Linked DNA regions of Macaca mulatta: region 2 is linked to region 1. A link is a contact called in public Hi-C data. All regions are on one chromosome and are shown on one strand. The core of a region is the stretch at or near the end of the contact, and the rest is flanking DNA. Distances in the headings are between cores, read along the strand shown. Region 1 holds the start of DFFA (DNA fragmentation factor subunit alpha). Region 2 holds the start of CENPS (centromere protein S).

The links. A called contact is a pair of places that touch in the nucleus more often than the background predicts.
Region 2: a contact with region 1 is called in a Hi-C map of cortical neurons, with 2.9 times the contacts expected there. The contact joins the promoter of CENPS here to the promoter of DFFA in region 1. A contact is called at or near these places in 2 of 14 Hi-C or Micro-C datasets (cortical neurons and liver).

Annotation. Positions count from the first base shown.
Region 1 is chr1:230,263,154-230,266,415 of T2T-MMU8v2.0, reverse strand. It overlaps DFFA (DNA fragmentation factor subunit alpha), which reads right to left and starts at 1,494. Exons shown (of 6, transcript NM_001260683.1): 1 at 1,286-1,494. The coding sequence starts at 1,421.
Region 2 is chr1:230,306,172-230,309,463 of T2T-MMU8v2.0, reverse strand. CENPS (centromere protein S) reads left to right here and starts at 2,006. Exons shown (of 6, transcript XM_077974614.1): 1 at 2,006-2,165; 2 at 2,789-3,048. The coding sequence starts at 2,896. It also overlaps a transcript of DFFA not described here.

The DNA.
Region 1 (3,262 bases), core at 245-2,744:
CAGCCTGGGCGACAGAGCGAGACTCCGTCTCAAAAAAAAAAAAAAAAAAAAAAGAAAATGCTTTTTGTTCTTCACAATATCTTCCTTAGCAGCTTCTTTTTTAACCTATGGGAAAGTATAAAAGAAGTGGAAGCTTCTATCAGTAGCTTTTCATATTATCATTGGCCGAGAGGTTTTCTCCAGGACAGGTCTGTGCTATCCCATTTAGTGATAGCAATGCTTCAAATACTAACGAGACTGGAGTGGGCAGAAATAGCCAAGAGACTACAAATATCCTTCAGCGGTGTTGTCTGCCACCCAATAGAACAGCAAGGCATGTATGGGCTGGGCTGCAGAGAACACGAGCCTCTGTGCCACGCACATCCAGCCAAGGCACTGAAGGGGAATTAGAAGTAATCTAATGTCAGGAAAAACATACATAAATGCTTATATGCAAAATCCATGTCACCAAAGCATTTATAATGCATTCGCTGTTCATGGGCCTCTGAAAATTTCCATATGGTCTCTGTTGGTGACTGAGAGTAAGCAACTGTCCCCTCTGACACACACTGTGACTACATGCCTGGGGCTGGCTCACACATTTAACCTGTCAAACTTCTTTAGGTAAGCAATTTGTTGCTACCGGCTAATAAGACTTGCGAGTCACTTAAATATATCAGCTTATTTGAGAGAAGCAACAATCCTTTGAAGCAGGGCTGTAAATATTATACCCAGTTTGCTGATGAGAAAACTGAGGGTTGAGAGACGGTTAACTGCAAGGCCAAGCAGCTGGTAAAGGTATGGGGCCGGGCTCGGAACTTCAGTCGGCTCCGTCACTTACAACTCACGTTCCTTGTCTGGACCTCCAGAAATGGTCAGTAGCAGCTCCCTCTTTCCCGCATAGGTTCCTGCCAGAGCGGAAGGTGGAAACCCCTCCCCACCCCGCCGTGGGCTCAGCTGGGGGTTCTTGTACCACCCGAGTGTGCCGGAGTGGCAGGAACCCAATGGGCTCCTCTTGGTCCAACAACTAAGTGATTTCAGGCAAGAGACCTAAGCCGAGTTTGGCTTAATGTGCACTTTGCTTCCTGGCTCTCTTCCCACCACTGTGGAGTCTCACACGAGATTAATTACGCTCAAGCGCCTGAAATCTGTAAATCGCTAAGCCTACCTGGACCATTTCTGTTCCAAGGCTCCACCCGAGCTACAGGAATCCCCAAGTCGCCTCTCCTGACCCCGCCTCGCCCCCGCCGGACGTCCTCTCCCGGCCCCGGCTCCCCCACCCCCTCGCCCGGGGTCCCGAGCCAACCCTTGCTCCTCAGGTCTTCGAGGCAGGAGGCGGCCACGCCGTGCTGTTCGCGGCTGTGGTTGCGGCGCAGCAGACACGGCTTTAGAGTCCGGATCTCGCCAGATTCTGGTACCCCGGCGTCCCCGGTCACTTCCATCCTCTCCAAAGTGGGACCTGCCCGGCTTCCAGAAGCCGCGGGAGGCGGGAGCGGCGGCCCTCCTACTCGACCCCCTTCCGCAGCCTGCCGGGAGATGTAGTTTGCTCCGCAGGAAATCACACGTGAGACCAGGGCACGCCGGAAGATGTAGTTCTAGTTGCCGCTAATCACATGTGGCGTCGAGGCATGCCGGAAACTGTAGTCTCTGGGTTTAAAGCTGCTTTCGTTCTATCGCGCGATTCAGCCTAGGAGTTGTTTTTACCTCGTATTTAGGAGCTGCATTCGCGCATTCAAAAATAAGGCCAATAGAGACTTATTTTGCATGACGATGCACATGCCTGTATACGGTATTGAATTTTTAGAGCATTTCTATTCGCATATGAGATGCATGATGCTAATAACAGACACCTGCATGTTTCCACCCATTCTATTTCCTGCTTCAACTGTGCAAATTAGTTTGGGGTCTCAGAATAAAATGCTTAAATAAACATAGTAAGCATTAAAGTCTCAAATGCATCGGAGAGGAAAGGGGAAATGCGAACCTCGGCACTGCTGGAGATTGTTCAGATGCCTCTTGACAACATACTCATCTTTGTTTTAATATTGCTACTACGGAAAAGTTTGTTTTTTTCTTCCTGAAAAATTAACATCTAAGATAAACGAATAGTAATAAAAATGATCAAAAAGTTCCTCTCTTAAAAGAGGGCATTTTATGTAAACTAGAAGTAATTATCTGCTCATATTTATTCATTCGGGGGACAGTTTCCTTCCTTGTTTTTTTTTCTTTTTTTGAGACAGCGTTTTGCTCTGTCTCCCAGGCTGGAGTGCAGTGGCGCGATGATGGCTCACTGCAGTTTTGATCTCCTGGGCTCAAGCCATCCTCCCACCTCATATTTTGTTTATGAAAACGTGGGTGAGGGCCCCGGGGGCGGCGGCTTACCCCTGTAATCTCAGCACTTTGGGAGGCCGAGGCGGACAGATGGTCTGAAGTCAGCAGTTTGAGACCAGCTTGGCCAACATGGTGAAACCCCGTCTCTACTAAAAATACAAAAATTAGCCGGCCGTGATGGCGCACGTCTGTAGTCCCAGCTACTTGGAAGGCTGAGGCAGGTGAATCGCTTGAACCCGGGAGGCGGAGGTTGCAGTGAGCCGAGATCGCACCACTGCACTCCAGCCTGGGCGTCAGGAGCAAGACTTCGTCTCAAACAAAAACAAAAACAAAAACAAACAAACAAAAAAAAAACGTGGGAGAGGAAATTAGATATTTATCTCAAGAAAAGTTTAGGCATTTAAAACAGCGTTTAGTAGGAGGAATTATTAATTAAGTCATGCCTTTTAAGCAGTCTATATTGATCAAAACACAACTATAATAGGAGCTGGCGGTTAACTCTAATGTAGGTATCCTTTTTCATATAATTTCGTTTTTAATTTTCTTATCTTATTTTTAGACAAAGTCTCGCTCTGTCGCCAAGGCTGGAGTGCAGTAGCATAATCATAGCTCACTGCAGCCTCAACCTCCTGGGCCCAAGGGATGCTCCTGCCTTGGCCTCCTAAAGTGTTGAGATTACAGGTGTGAGCCACTGCTCCTGTCCAATATTTAATTTAAAATCCAACAATTAAAAAAAAATCTAACAATTCAACCAGAGTAAAATAATGACGTTTTGTAGAAGCCTCTTCTCTTCAAAATGCCTTTTGTGTGTTCTTGCAATAGACCTGCACTCTTATCTGAGTCCTATCCCCACAATACTGTAATTGTGTGTGTGTTTGGCCTGGGCGTGGGAGTAGGGACTGAGTCTTGAATCTTTTTATTTCAAGGCCTACCAAAGTTCCTAGCATATAGT
Region 2 (3,292 bases), core at 757-3,256, 43 kb before region 1:
GCCTTGGTCACCGTGTTGGGATTACAGGCTTGAACCACCACACCCAGCTCCATTTTCTGTAATGAATACCTCAGCCCTCGACCTATTTCTCAGACCCTTTTTTTTTTTTTGAGACAGAGTCTTGCTTTGTCGCCCAGGCTGGAGTGCAATGATGCGATCTCAGCTCACTGCAACCTTCACCTCCTGGGTTCAAGTAATCCTCCTGCCTTAGCCTCCCAAGTGCTGGGATTACAAGCATGTGCCACCATGTCCGGCTAATTTTTGTATTTTTTTCGTAGAGACGGGGTTTCATCATGTTGGCCAGGTTGGTCTCGAACTCCTGACCTCAAGTGATCTACCCACCTCGGCCTCCCAAAGTGCAGGAATTACAGATATAAGCCACCGCTCCTGGCCTCTGAGACTCTTAAGTGCCTCTGTATTGCACATATGTCACTGGAATAATGTTCTTTAATCCTGGGAAGCAACTGCTTTAAAATGAGGGAACACACAGGTACGAAGCACAGGAACTGCCTGGGACGAACTGTTAACTATTTCTTTAGCTCTTATGGGAGGCAATTGTTCAAAACCTCACACCTGCCTTGTGAGGTTGGAACTACTGTCCCCAATTGATAAATGACGACATGAAGTTTGGCCAGGTCCTGTGACTTGCTTGGGGTCACCAGGTTCGAGGGAGGGAGCTGGGCTCTGCAGCCACGGTGTGCTCTAGAGTGGGACTGCTCACCAACCAGCGCCCGGCCTGCTCTCCTGCTGCAGGCTTGGGCTCACCCTGGATGGTCTGCCCTGCCCAGCCCCACACTGCCCACTAGGGAAATTCATCAGAGGCCTCCTCTGCTTGGGCTGGAGGACTGTCCAGGTAGACTGGGATGCCCACAGGGAGCAGCGGACAGAGGCGAGAAATGCCTGTCATTTCCAGATGCCACCCACAGAGCAGGGGCAAAGGAAAGTCCTCAGAAGGCTGATTGCTCCAATCAGCTTTGATCTGGGGTTCAGCCCTCGGCAAGCTTAGGGAACTTGAGGGATGTCTATGAGAAAGGAAGACAGGAATGGCTTTATGAGATTTCCTTCCGTTCTAAAAGTAGCACCGCTCGTGACAAATGCAGAATACAGAAATATAAGCAATAAACAAAAAATAATGAAACAAAACAAAAACCTAGAAATACAGGCAGGGCATGGTGGCTCACACCTGTAATTCCAGCACTTTGGGAGGCTGAGGTGGGATGATTGTTTGAAGCCAGGAGTTTGATACCAGCCTGGGCAACAATAGTGAGACCTGGTCTCCACAAAAAATAGAAATTAGCCAGGTGCGCTGATGCGGGCTTGTGGTCCCAGCTACTTGGGAGGCTGGAGTGGGAGGATCACCTGAGCCCAGGAGGTGGAGGTTACAGTAAGCCTTGGTCGTGCCACTGCACTCCAGCCTGGGCGGCACAGCGAGACCCCTGCCTCTCAAAAAACAATGAAAACAAACCAAAATTGGGTTTGATGGTTTCACTTCATTGTTAACATAAAGGAAAAGCAGTAACCTTCGTGTCAGAATTATACTCCTGTCGATGGCAACAAGGCAGTTCCTGTTCCACTCGCTGAATGAGGTCACGGGGCGTTCATTCATTGTAGTCTGACTTTGTGACGCTATTGTTGGTGATAGAATGATAAAGTTGATGGTGGATTTTGCAAGATACACCTGAGGTACAGGTGCTTGGAGCTCTTGATAATGTGTACTGCGTTACATGATCTGTAAATCGTGGGCTATGCATCCTTTACACTAGACTGGAACACCTATGCACACACCTATGCACACGTGTGTTTCGCGGAGAGTGGTGCTCAGCGCTGTGCCAGGTGCTGAATTAGGCTCTGGGGTGCAGCAGTGACCTGGGTGGTCATGTCTCCGCCTCGCCCGGCCACCTCCGTTGAGAAACCTGAGCAGGGGGCTGGCTGGAGGCCGACGGCGGAGTTCTCTCAACGGAGCGCCGCCAGGGGGCGCGCGAGGCAGGGCGGAGCTGCGTACTTTGTCCGCCCGCGCAGCCCGTCGTTCGCGCCGCGGCGGGAATATCCGACCTGGCCGCGCACCACCGCCCCTTCTCGGACTTCCTGCATTTGCCCAGGTTCAGCACGCAATAATGGAGGAGGAGGCGGAGACCGAGGAGCAGCAGCGATTCTCTTACCAACAGGTACAGGAAAACGGTGGTCGGGCTGGGCTGGGGCAGGACGGCGTCGAGTTTCAGGACAGAAAAGGACACCGAAGCCCAAGTTGGCCTCTCATCGGGGCCCCCACGCCCCCGGCGTCCCCCGCGGCTGCTGCTGCGCCTGCGTCGGCTCAACTGCCGCGGGTGGTGCTGGGAAGCGGTTTCCGCGGCAACGCGGCTGGACCCTGGCCTGCGCGGGCTGGGGAGGAAGCGGTTTTAGGGGAGTGCGCGGGCTCCGGGGTCCAGCGGGGAGAGGCCACCTTCTGGCTTTGCGATGAAGCCTCGGTTTCCCCTTCTCAGATGGGGTTGTTGTGAGGGTGGAACGTCGGCATTAGAGACACTCGAGGTGACGCCCGTAGCGCGGTGCGCGGTTCCGGCAGGAGCTCTGGAACGCTGCTGGAGGGGTCGACCCCTCGTTACAGATGCAGGGACGCGGTGCGGACCAGTCAGGACCAGAGCTCGTCCTTAGATGTGGGTTCGAATCTCCGCCGCGCCAACTTGTGATCGTACCGACTCGGCCCAAATGCAATTTTCTTCTCTGCAAAATCGTCGTAAGAATAACCACCTGTTAGGGTAGCTGCAGGCATCCCATTCTTTCCTTTTATCAGCGCGGGGCATACTGGGCGGCAGAGGCTGAGAACCTTACTGTGCTGTGAAGAGGCGAAAAGCAAGACCCGGAGTGGCGACTTTAAAGACGAATTGAAGAAACGCGGGAATGAGCTCCAGACGCGGGAGTTTCCTCTCTACAAAGTTACATTGTAGCAGCTGTCTACCCTGTCCCTTGTATTTTGAGAAGTTCAAACCTTCAGAAAAGTTGCAAGAACATGGTACAGAACGCCTAGATGCCCGTCACCTCGATTCACCACTAGTTAGCATTTTGCTCTGTTTGCTCTCTTGCTTTTTTTCCTCCCTGATTGGAGAATTAATTGCAGATATTTTGACAGTTCGCCTTTAGATTTTAATTCTTTAGTACACATCTCCCAAAAACAAGGCATTGGTTGGGCGCGGTGGCTCACTCCTGTAATCCCAGAACTTTGGGAGGCCGAGGTGGGCAGATCACTTGAGGTCAGGAGTTCGAGACCAGACTGGCCAACATGGAAACCGCCTCTCAA